2 separate regions of the Danio rerio genome follow, and region 1 is linked to region 2. Evidence: chromatin contacts called from public Micro-C data. All regions are on one chromosome and are shown on one strand. Each heading gives the region's core, a stretch centred on a gene start, on an enhancer-like site or on the middle of the called end of the contact. The rest is flanking DNA. Distances are from core to core; before and after follow the strand shown. Region 1 overlaps LOC141381268 (a long non-coding RNA gene). Region 2 holds the start of zfand2a (zinc finger, AN1-type domain 2A).

Region 1 (5,696 bases), core at 1,987-4,486, 330 kb before region 2:
ACATTTAACTACAAAAGAAAGACACATGCAGACTCCAAAATAAGTGTATGTCAGAAGGTTGCTCTTGATGGGGAATAAGAGGCTGGATGACTGCTGACGAGCTGGAAGTCCTGTCTCTGAATTCAAATAGGCACTCTCCTTATAGTTAAACCACGTATTTGCAAAGTTGAACAACTACAATGTTTCCTTTAAAAAATATTTAAAAAATAAAACTATTGCATGCACAACCCTTGCACGCACTTCACATCACTGCAACCACTGCACACACAATCAATGCACACTTAAGACCATTTAATTTCTATAAGATCTATGAGTATTTCTCAGCAATAAATTATATATATATAGGAGTTTGCATGTTCTCCTTGAATACAACTGCATTCATTTATTATTATTAATCCACTCCACTAAATTATATCAGCATTCATCAACTAAGAGAAGAACAACACTAGATCTTTGTGTGGTTTTGTCAGATTCAGAAGTGTGGGAGGGTAAACTGTAGTTTATTCTTACTCATCGTATACATGTCTGAATCCATAAATAAACCCTCACAGCTTGTATTTATGTTGCAGCTTCCTATATGTGGTTGTCTTCAGTGCCTATGGCATAGATCATGTGACATAAGAGTAATTATCCTAAAAACATTTTAAATATACATTTTAAAGTATATTTAAATATTCAAACTTGTAATTATAAAATGTTTCACACACATATGTACATACACACATATATATGTATGTATACATGGAATTTTCCCCCTTTTTCTTACTGTATTTTAACAAAAGAATATTCCAGACTTTTGACTGGTTGTGGATAAAACAAAGTTAAAGCACATCACAAAAACACCCATTAATATAATTTAAATATTATGAACACCCTGTACTTTAATATAATTTACAGTTTTTTCAAACTGCTTATACACTAAATCTTTTCATGTCACACAATTTCTGAAACAGCTCACTCAAAATGCCAAACTACACAGCAAATCTCCAAAATAAAAGCTGTTTCTTAGCCTTGAAGTTTTTAATTGTATAAAACATTTTTCTCAAAACACGTCCCCCCTGTATTCTTATTCTGGAGAACATACTTTCGCTTTACATATGTTTTTTTTTTACATTTTTACATACACTAAAAAACTGCGCAATTTAAAAAAAAATTTCTGGCTGCTGAGGTGCCGGAAAAAAAACATAAAATGATGGCTGTTAAATTACAGAAATTTACCAGTATTTTACATTTAAGGACATTTCTGTAATTTAACATCTGTTATTCTACGGTAAATTTCTGTAATTTAACATCAGTTATTCTACTGTAAATTTCTATAATTTAACGTCTATTATTCTCCGGTAAATTTTTGTAATTTAACATCTGTATTTTACGGTAAATTTTTGTAATTTAACATCTGTTATTCTTCGGTAAATTTCTGTAATTTAACGTCTGTTATTCTACGGCAGGGGTCACCAATCTCATTCCTGGAGGTCTGGTAGCCTGCAGGGTTTAGGTCTAACTTGCCTCAATACACCTGTCTGGGTGTTTCAAGTATATGTAGTAAGACCTTGATTAGCTTGGTCAGGTGTGTTTGATTAGGGTTAGAGCTAAAATCTGCAGGACACCGGACCTCCAGGAACAAGTTTGGTGATTCCTATTCTACGATAAATTTCTGTAATTTAATATCAAAATTTGCATGGTAAATTTATGTAATTTAATATACATTATTCTCTGGTAAATTTCTGTAATTTATTTGTTGCATTTCCCATTTACTGCTCTCTAAGTTTTCCCAACTTTGACGACTTCCGCTATTTTGCAATCCAAAATTGTGAAAAGGGTCTATAGATAAATAAATAAACATGCTGTGCTATGCAGAATTAAAAAAAAATAATAATTTAACAAATAATGAAATAAAAAATAACGAGTTAAGTAGTGAGGAAACATATCACTTAAAGTAAACTGAATTTAAAGTATTGTGTGAAATCCCCAGCTGACGGAAAAAAACCCCCATAAAATTACAGATTTTTGTTTACAGTGTAGAGTATGTTTATGTTTTTGTTGTATGCTACTGTACACACCATTAATGTTTGGACTAATATTATAATACTATAATATTTTCTGTTTCTACATGCCATTGGTGTTTACAGTGTACTTTTTTCCCCCTCATATTAATTTTACTGTAGAACATTGTATTGAAATGTAGATAAAAGCCAATTGAAAGAACAAAGATCTTTAGATTTAGAACAACAGTGTTTACATGATATGTCCAAACATTCAATATCATGTAAGAAGTGTTTGCCATTTGATGCTTCATTCTGATGTGTGTTTGTGGCATTTTGAATGTAGTTTTACAGTTTAAAGGTGTGGCAAATGTGAAGCATTTTGTGTGTGCAGTTTTGGGAATTGTGTGTAGAATTTGGAAAAAAGGTGACGCTGTTTTGAAAATGTGTTTGAGAGAAAACTGTAAATTGCATATTTCTATAGAAAATCTCATGACTATTTTTTAAAATGGATTTCCAGATCCCTGTTGAAATCCCTTTTACAAAAGCATGCAGCCCTTCTAACATGCAAACCATTGAAGATCATTATTTTGCACACACCTAAACCATTTCACAGCAGTCATTTTACATTTGAATATGATATATGCCTATATCTCAGCAGTCAATTCCATATTCTTATCCGTAGAAATCCATATTTTTGAGCACTGCATTGCCTAGATTATGCACCTTCCACCATTTCTGTCATTTGCATTTGTAGCCCATCTCAATGAGGCTCATAAATTTGTATTAGAAATAGAACTTTGCCATCCCTAAGTACAACCACATCTGTTTATTATTCATCCATTCCAATGACTAGATCGTATCAGCATTTATAACCCAACAGAAGAGCAACACTGGATCTTATATTGGTTTTTGCGGTATTTTGTCAGTGCGGGTAAACCCTTGTCGCTGAACTCATTGTATACTTTTGCTTCCTCTGTGTCTGAATCCATAAATAAACCCTCATGGCTCGTATTTATGTTGCAGCTTCCTATATGTGGTTGCCTGCACTGCGGATCTCACACCTCTTCATGCAAGCGTAAGGTAAAAAAAAAAAGGTTTTGAGTAGCACAGATGGTTTGGTCAGATGCACTCCTTATATCTCTGTGTCCTTTAATCTTCTCTTGTTTTGTGTGCGCTCTTTCATGGCAGGCCCGGGCTCCAATCTTACAGCCTGAGGGGAGGAATAAACAAGAGTCTCTGGGAGTCTCAGAGTCGCCGGGAGGGGGAGAGCAGCACAAAGATGGGGGTGGGAAGGCAAGAAGAGCTCATTTTTGTTGCTGAAACCTGATCACGCCGAGCTCTTGACTGAGATTTCAGAGCGAATACAGGAAAGAAACTGTACAGGCGAGGGGTGCATTTTGAATAACGCTCTGTAAGTGATATATTTTCAAAGCGATGTGTGATATCTGCCCATATGGACGGTGTTTGTGCTGCTTTTGATGTATATTAGTGTAGACCAAGATGAAAAAGGGGGGCTGTAATGATATTCGTGGTCCTTAGGTTTCACAGTGGTCATAAATTTCATTTGCGTGAGATTTTACAGACTTTTACACAAATGTCAAGAAAGGCAAAGATCTGAGACGGGTAATGTAGATAGATAGATTCATTCATTCATTCATTCATTCATTCATTCATTCATTCTGACCCTACCATCTGAATGTCGCAGACCAGGCAGGCAACATATTTCCAATCTTCTATTGTTCAATTGTGAATTGTTGCCTCAGTTTCCTGTTCTAAGCTTACAGGAGTGGCACTCGGTGTCGTCTTCTGCTGCTGTAGCTCATTTGCCTCAAGGTTGGATGTGTTGTGCTTTCAGAGATGCTCTTCTGCATACCTCGGTTGTAACGAGTAATTATGTGAGTTACAGTTGCCTTTCTTTCAGCTGAAACCAGTCTGGCCATTCTTCCTTGACCTCTGGCATCAACAAGGCGTTTGCACCCACACTTACTGGACATTTTCTCTTTTTCTGACTATTCTCTGTATTCTTTACAGAGATGGCTGTGCGTGAAAATCCCAGTAGATCAGCAGTTTCCGAAATACTCAAACCAGCCCGTCTGGCACCTACAACCATGCCACGTTCAAAGTCACTTAAATCACATTTCTTCCCCATTCTGATTCTCGGTTTGAGCTGCAGCAGATCGTCTTGACCATGTCTACACGCCTATGTAACGGAGGCCAGCTAGTGTGTGCTGTGCAGGTAAACCTCACTCCTCTGACCTCTAAAGGTGCTCTAGCGACAGATGCTAGAGGCCATGGTCTTTAGCCTCCTTGGTAGAGCACCCAACTCCCATGCGGAAGGTCGCTGGTTCGAAACCAGCTCGGAGCGGGTTGGGTGGTGCAGGACCGGTGGGGTTGCACCTAAATGCATTGAGTTGCTGCCATGTGATTGTCTGATTAGAAATTTGCATTAAAAAAGCAGTTAACCGGTGTACCTAATAAAGTGGCCAGTGAGTGCATACCTATATTCCTATAATACCTATAGTATTGCATATGATGATTGATTGACTACATGATAATGACTACAGTTTCTATGCATTGCAAAATAATTGTTTAGACAGAAGGTTAATGTTAGGTCCCATGTGGGACCTGTTTGTATGTGTGTTTGTTATTTGCAGATTCTGCGTGATTGCAGATTGGTGGGTGGGTCATCCCACCTGAGACTCATCGTGGGGTGTTTATAAGAAGTCCGGCATTCTGTCTAGAGGAGCTCGATTAGCCGAACGTCTCTGCTTGGCGCTTTTGTTTTAGTTTGTGTTTGGATCATGAGCTCAGTACACTTCCATACACATGCTTTTCAATACTGACTTTCACCTATACTGACTTTGATTGCTTTAAATACTTTTGTTAATTATACATTTTGTTAATAAATCATTTCTCTTTTCAATTTACCTGGTCCGTATTGTCTCTCTAATGTTGCAACTTTGAGCCGGTTGTAACAGTTAACATTTCAATAAGTAAGATCTATCATAATAAAAAATAATATATACAACACAGCAAAATGATATGCAGGAAATACAAAGCAAAAATCTTCGTTGCAAATATGTTGTTTCTTACTTTTAAAATATGACTTGGTAATAAATTCATTATTGATTTGTCAAAGGGTGACGCAGTGGCACAGTGGGTAACACTTTTGCCTCACAGCAAGAAGGTCGCTGGTTCGATCCTCGGCCCAGTTGGCGTTTCTGTGTGGAGTTTGCATGTTCTCCCTGTGTTCGCATGGGTGTGCTCCGGGTACTCCGGTTTCCCACACAGTCCAAAGACATGCGGTACAGGTGAATTGGGTAGGCTAAATTGTCCGTTGTGAATGTGTGTGTGGATGTTTCCCAGAGATGGGTTGCGGCTGGAAGGGCATCTGCTGTGTAAAAAACTAGCTGGATAAGTTGATGGTTCACTCTGCTGTGGAACCCTGGATTAATAAAGGGACTAAGCGTCAAGAAAATGAACAAATGAATATATTTGCTCAAAAATGACAACACACATATTAGCAAGACACTCTTTCTTTGTCATTCATGGATGGAATCTGACTGTACTCATCAAGTATCAAAGCCGTCACACCACACGTCTTCATGCCAGAAGTGAGCTCTGTGTCATTGGTGGGATGGGATGGGGGGGGGGGGGGGGGGGTGTAAAATCTTTGAGGTGCAGGACTGTATTGTTAAGCAGAATTGATTC
Region 2 (5,514 bases), core at 286-2,785:
ATAACTGAACATAAACATAAGCGGCAGAGAAAAATGCTCATTGCTCTAGATGGCACTTAAAGATTTTTGCATCTGAACTCATATCTGACATTTTTGCCTGCTATGCCATCATCAGTGTGTATGTTATTACATGATCTCCAGCAGATTTTGATTACAATTACAACACAAAGTATGTCTGTATAGATTATTTTGAGGGATGTAAACAAAAACAATGGTCCCAACACACTTCCTGTTTTACATTTTTGTTTTCTATAGCCTCCGCGAATCCAAAAAGAGCCACATATTGATAATTAATTTTATGGTAGCGGTTTTAACATCAAGTTATAATTGAATTGCCTCTTACCACTTATGAAGTAGTTTGATAACAAGCAGAAAATGTTAATTGGCAAACAACATGACCACATTGAAACAATCTAAAACTGCTCCTTCAGAAATACTCAACATTAATTTGTGTTCCTTTATTTATGAACTTGGTGTACAGTATGTATGCATGTATGCAAGTATGTATGCATGTATGTATGTATGCATGTATGTATTTGATGGAACAGTTGTGTTGCGTGTAAAAAAAAAAACAAAAAAAAACAAGCAATATAGCGTTTTTTGTGAAAATGATGAGATTTCTTTTATGTGCTTATATATTCGATAATTAAACAGTATTTACTTGAAAAAAAAAAATAGAGCAAAATACATGTCTGTACTCTCAGGGTTAATATATTTCCCTTGCTGAAAAAAGTAGTGATAGTGTATATTTCATAAAAATAATAATTATTAAACAAACAAATACATACATTTTTATTACTATTTGCCATATCAGTTTCACTGGCTATGTTTACTACATTTTATAACCTTTTCTATAATTATAAAAATATTCCAACAATTAAAGGTCATCAACAGCAATAAATAACACAGAAGATAAAATGCATAAATAATAATAATGAAAATATATAAGATAAAAACCTTAAACAGTTTAAGGTTTATTTTTGATACACATTTAAAAATGTTTCATTTAAAGTGTATCCAGATAAAAATGGTTGCATATTAACATTAAAAATATGGCATTACTTAAAAATATGTTTAACAGTTTGGTTTCTGTTGCAATATTGTCATTTTGGGTGTTCTCATAGTAAAAAATGAAAATGTACTATTTACTCTGGCAAGAGGTTCCAAAGCGTACATTTTTCATCTTCAAAAGAAGACTTGAAGAAGAAGATTTTTTAAGAAAGATTAAACCTGTAAACATTTATCTTCAATAGTAGAAACGACAAATTTAATGGAAGTGAATGGTTACAGGTTTCCAACATTTTTCAAAATACCTTCTTTTGTGTTCAAAATGTTCAATGTACATCTGATTCTGAACAAAAATTCCGATCGGGCCAGAAAAATAAAAAAATCATTGTTGATCCCTGCTGTAACGTTAAGTGACGGAGTAAGACCTGATAAAAATAGCACATACCGAGTCGTTTGCAGCTCTTCTCCGAGCAGTGCTCCCCGAGATCTGGAAACTCCATGGCACAGTGGTGAAACGCACCCCGCTGCTGGACTGAAAACAGCAATCAGACCGTCACCACTGACCTGCTGTCATTTCAGCCAACCCAGCAGCTAAAACACAACCATTACGAATCCAGCTAACGAGTAAAACTTGCTTTAAAAACGGAAGGCCTGTCAAGAGGTGAGCTGATCCTGTTTACCATTAGTTGACGCCATTACATAACTGTTGTGTTGTGTATCTGGAAGCGGATAATCAACTACTGCTGAATCATACAGGATAATATTTACAGGCACACCTCAATATCCCATTACGATAAGGTCAATAATATATGGATATTATATTAATATAAAACTATATGGATATGATGGACGCTGATTGATGATTACTGAAATGTTCTAGGCTACTATCACAAATGCAAATAGGTTAATAACAGTTAATCTAGTTAAAGGTTAAAATGAGACTGGCTAAATTAACATATGGTTAAATCAAATCACGCCATTTAATATACAAATATGCAGAGTAACAAACAAATAACTGGTTGTCGTTTGGTTTGCGGGAAACCTAACATTAAACCTAATAAGCGTTTTAGATGGCGAAATTTTAAATGAATGCGTCTTACCGAGATAGTGAGCAAATCCACTTTTTCTTGGTCCCACCTTGAATAGTAAACTAAAGCTTTTGGCTTCGAACAAGCTCAGCTTCTGTGTTTGGGCTTTTGTAGTCGTCTGCTGTTTTTTGAGATGTCATCGCTGGGTGTGTGAATCTGGAGACAACACTGGGATTGTATTTTTCAAAATTAAAGTCTTCGAGATTTAGAAATTATATTCAGTAGTTACTTTTTATAAAGGGCCAAAAATATATAATATATATAAAATATATCATTATGAGCTGTGGGCCGAAGGTGAATATACCAAACTAGGCTATATTACATTTAAGTCGCCATGGGTAAATAATTTCCTGATTTATTCTCCAGTATTTAAAATGAATATAAAACATTGCTTTAAATCATATTAGTTAAAACAGTATAACTTTTAAAATGATAACTTATTGCATTAAAAACATAAACAATGATATTTATAACACTTGATTTGTTCACCAGTCTCTGCATTGTCAGGTGACACAGAATGTACATTTAACAAAAAAAAAAGTTTAAAAATAAAAATAAAAATAATAAAATGTATTAATTTACGCCATTTAACTAAAATATTTAATTTCCGTTAGCCTTTAACAATAAAACAAACAAAGGGTTATGCAGGCCTGTAGGCAGTCTCATGAATGGGATGGTTCTTTTTTTCTGAAAAACGTGGACCTTTGTAAATAAAAAAAGTTCTTAATACTTTTTTAACAGTCATGTTTTCTTTCAAGAATAAGGTCCAAGATTTAGAATAAAAGTTACTTGTCAACGTTTTGTCTATTTAAAAACAATACAGTAGCAAAACATGACTTCACTTATGTCAAATGTTTTCTTGCACAGCTGGATTTTGGACTCTGCATTGGTCAAAACCGATTAACTGAAGTCACACCATTATTCAACTTGGTCTTATAGCCTTTTTCGATGAGTTATTTTCATTATTTGTGATGGCATAGCAGTCAAAATAGGACAAATGACTTTATGAATGGGACAAATTTTGGACCTTTGTCCCCCCACCCCCCTTGGCTATGGGCCTATTATATTAAATTTGAATTGACAATCTGAAAATTATCCCCATCGTCTTTTTCTCTCTTTTCAGAGGGATGGTGGGCCAAATCAAGGTTACCATGCATGGGCCAACTTTGGCTCACAAGCCCTACTTTGGCCATCACTGGCCTATGGGTTTTAGTAGCATATCTAATCTGTGAACATTGGTAGCACGTAAATTGTACTTCATACTAAACTTTCCCCCAAAACATTGTTATTTAGGTAACATGCTGGAACCTTTACAACGAGAGATTCGCACATTAGTTATACAACTTCTTTCTGTAAAGTAAATGCAAGAGGATTATTGAGGGAAATAAAATAATTTACCTTCATAAGTATTGATTATTGCAAAGCCAGTGCACACTGTTATATACAGGTACAGTTATGTGTATTAGAATAATCAGTTTTCCAGATGTTCATTTGCTAAAAAAGGGCAATGCAAAAAACTTTGGAACTAACTTTGGTGACACTTACAGTGCACTAAATGTATTTTAGTATAGAATAATTTTCCTACTACATAATTAAGTATTTAATAGTCTATTGCTGGGTCATGATCATCTGATTAAGAAAAAAATAGTTCTTAATCTTATTGTTTCAATAATAATAATAATAATAATAATAATAATAATTGTATAATATAACATATTATATAATTATATAATAATAATATATATATAAATATATATATATATATATATATATATATATATATATATATATATATATATATATATAATTATTATTATTATTATTATTTTTATTATTATTATAACGTTCATTGTATACCGTGGAAAGCAAGGTGGAAATTGATAACTTGTAAAAAAATAGAAAAAGTTTTTCACTGCCATTTCATAGGACTTTTACAAGTTAAAAGTAGTTTGGCAAATTTGTGCTTCCGGTAATGCTGTTTATTGTTGTTTCTGGCTTCAGGCGGCACCTTTATCATGCCCTGACTAGTCACATTCTTGCTGACGTAATCACGTTACTACGAGAGGTTTCCAGAAAATACCACCAGAGGCCGTGATTCATCACTTTATGCATATTTTTTTCTTTCCATCCTCATTATCAACAACAACAACAATAATAATAGTAATACACATATAAATAAATAAAATAAAACAAAAAATAAAGGATGAAGAAACTTCAGTAGCAAGGGAGTTACTTCTCTCAAAAAAAAAAAAAAATCCTGTAATGATGAATATAAATATCTTACTTTTTGACTTTTCATCTCTTAATGTCTTCAAATAAATCCCATATTCTTCTATAAACCCCACTAGTCTTGGGGGGATTTTGAAAAAATGTACATTTATGAATATAAAATTGTAATAATATCAACAAATAATTCATCATATAAGATATCTTTTTATCCTTAAATATTAACCCAAACCTTATTATTTCCCATGAGAATAGAAGTCTCACAGATATATCATATCCAAGCTAATACTTGTACTTGTATACAACTAATACTAATAACATGTTTGTACCAAATTACATTGTAAAAAACAAGTGTTCAATTGTTTTAATATCTAGATTGTAGTATGTAGTTTTTTACATACATGTAGCAATTACTTAACATTTCTTTAACAAAACAATAATAATAATAATAATAATAATAATAATAATAATAATAATAATAATAATAATACAATGAAATGAAAATAAAATAAAATGTATATTTATAAATATATGCAATAAACAAATTGTTGTTGTAAGGTGTGATCAAACTTATTACTAACAATATAGATATGTAGCCAGTCTGTACCAGAAAGAAACAGCAGTCTTCCTTTAAATAGGGATCAAATCTCAGTCGATTCACACAAATAATTAGCCTAAATACTGAACTGTCAATAGGTAGCTAATCCTGTAGTCTCCAGTGCTGGAAGGGTAAATGTCACAATGACAGTGCTGAAAATCTGGAACAGTGTGGTTATTGTGTCATCTTGTATGAGCAACTGTGTTTTTTTTCTCTTGTTAGATAAATCCTTATCACATCACCACAGTCATTTCACATTAGAGGACGTCCCAGTATGAGAGCAGTTTAACAGGGGAGGAGGTGGAGAAAAGGGAAACACTGATTCATGGAGATCTGTTTGTTTAATGCTTATTGTTACTAAAACAATAGGTAACGTGACCAGACCTGTCAATGAGTAATATTTGTAATATACTGTAAACTGGCCAAACATTATAGGATGATTTCACAAACAGTGCTTGACCTTCACTAAATTATATAATTAAGCAGCTTTTAAAAAAACACTGATGTGTACATTAAAACTATGACACTGGCATATTTTTTGTTTATGTCACTGCAAGTAATGTTTATTTAACACAGCTCCTACACTGCTGTAGG

The links. Hi-C and Micro-C count contacts between places; a contact is called where the count stands out from the background.
Region 1: a contact with region 2 is called in a Micro-C map of caudal fin, with 5 times the contacts expected there. The contact joins the enhancer-like site here to the promoter of zfand2a in region 2. A contact is called at or near these places in 1 of 18 Hi-C or Micro-C datasets (caudal fin) and 1 of 4 datasets of contacts at active chromatin or transcription factors (embryo).

Annotation. Positions count from the first base shown.
Region 1 is chr3:42,766,756-42,772,451 of GRCz12tu, reverse strand. It overlaps LOC141381268 (a long non-coding RNA gene), which reads left to right. Exons shown (of 3, transcript XR_012401177.1): 2 at 3,009-3,065; 3 at 3,174-4,911. Among named protein-coding and RNA genes, the nearest start is that of trnat-cgu, 8.5 kb to the left of the region's middle. Within about 2 kb of position 3,236, at least 8 of the 62 cell types and tissues checked have an H3K27ac peak or open chromatin away from gene starts, as enhancers often do.
Region 2 is chr3:42,435,584-42,441,097 of GRCz12tu, reverse strand. It overlaps zfand2a (zinc finger, AN1-type domain 2A), which reads right to left and starts at 1,535. Exons shown (of 9, transcript NM_200517.2): 1 at 1,454-1,535. The coding sequence starts at 1,508.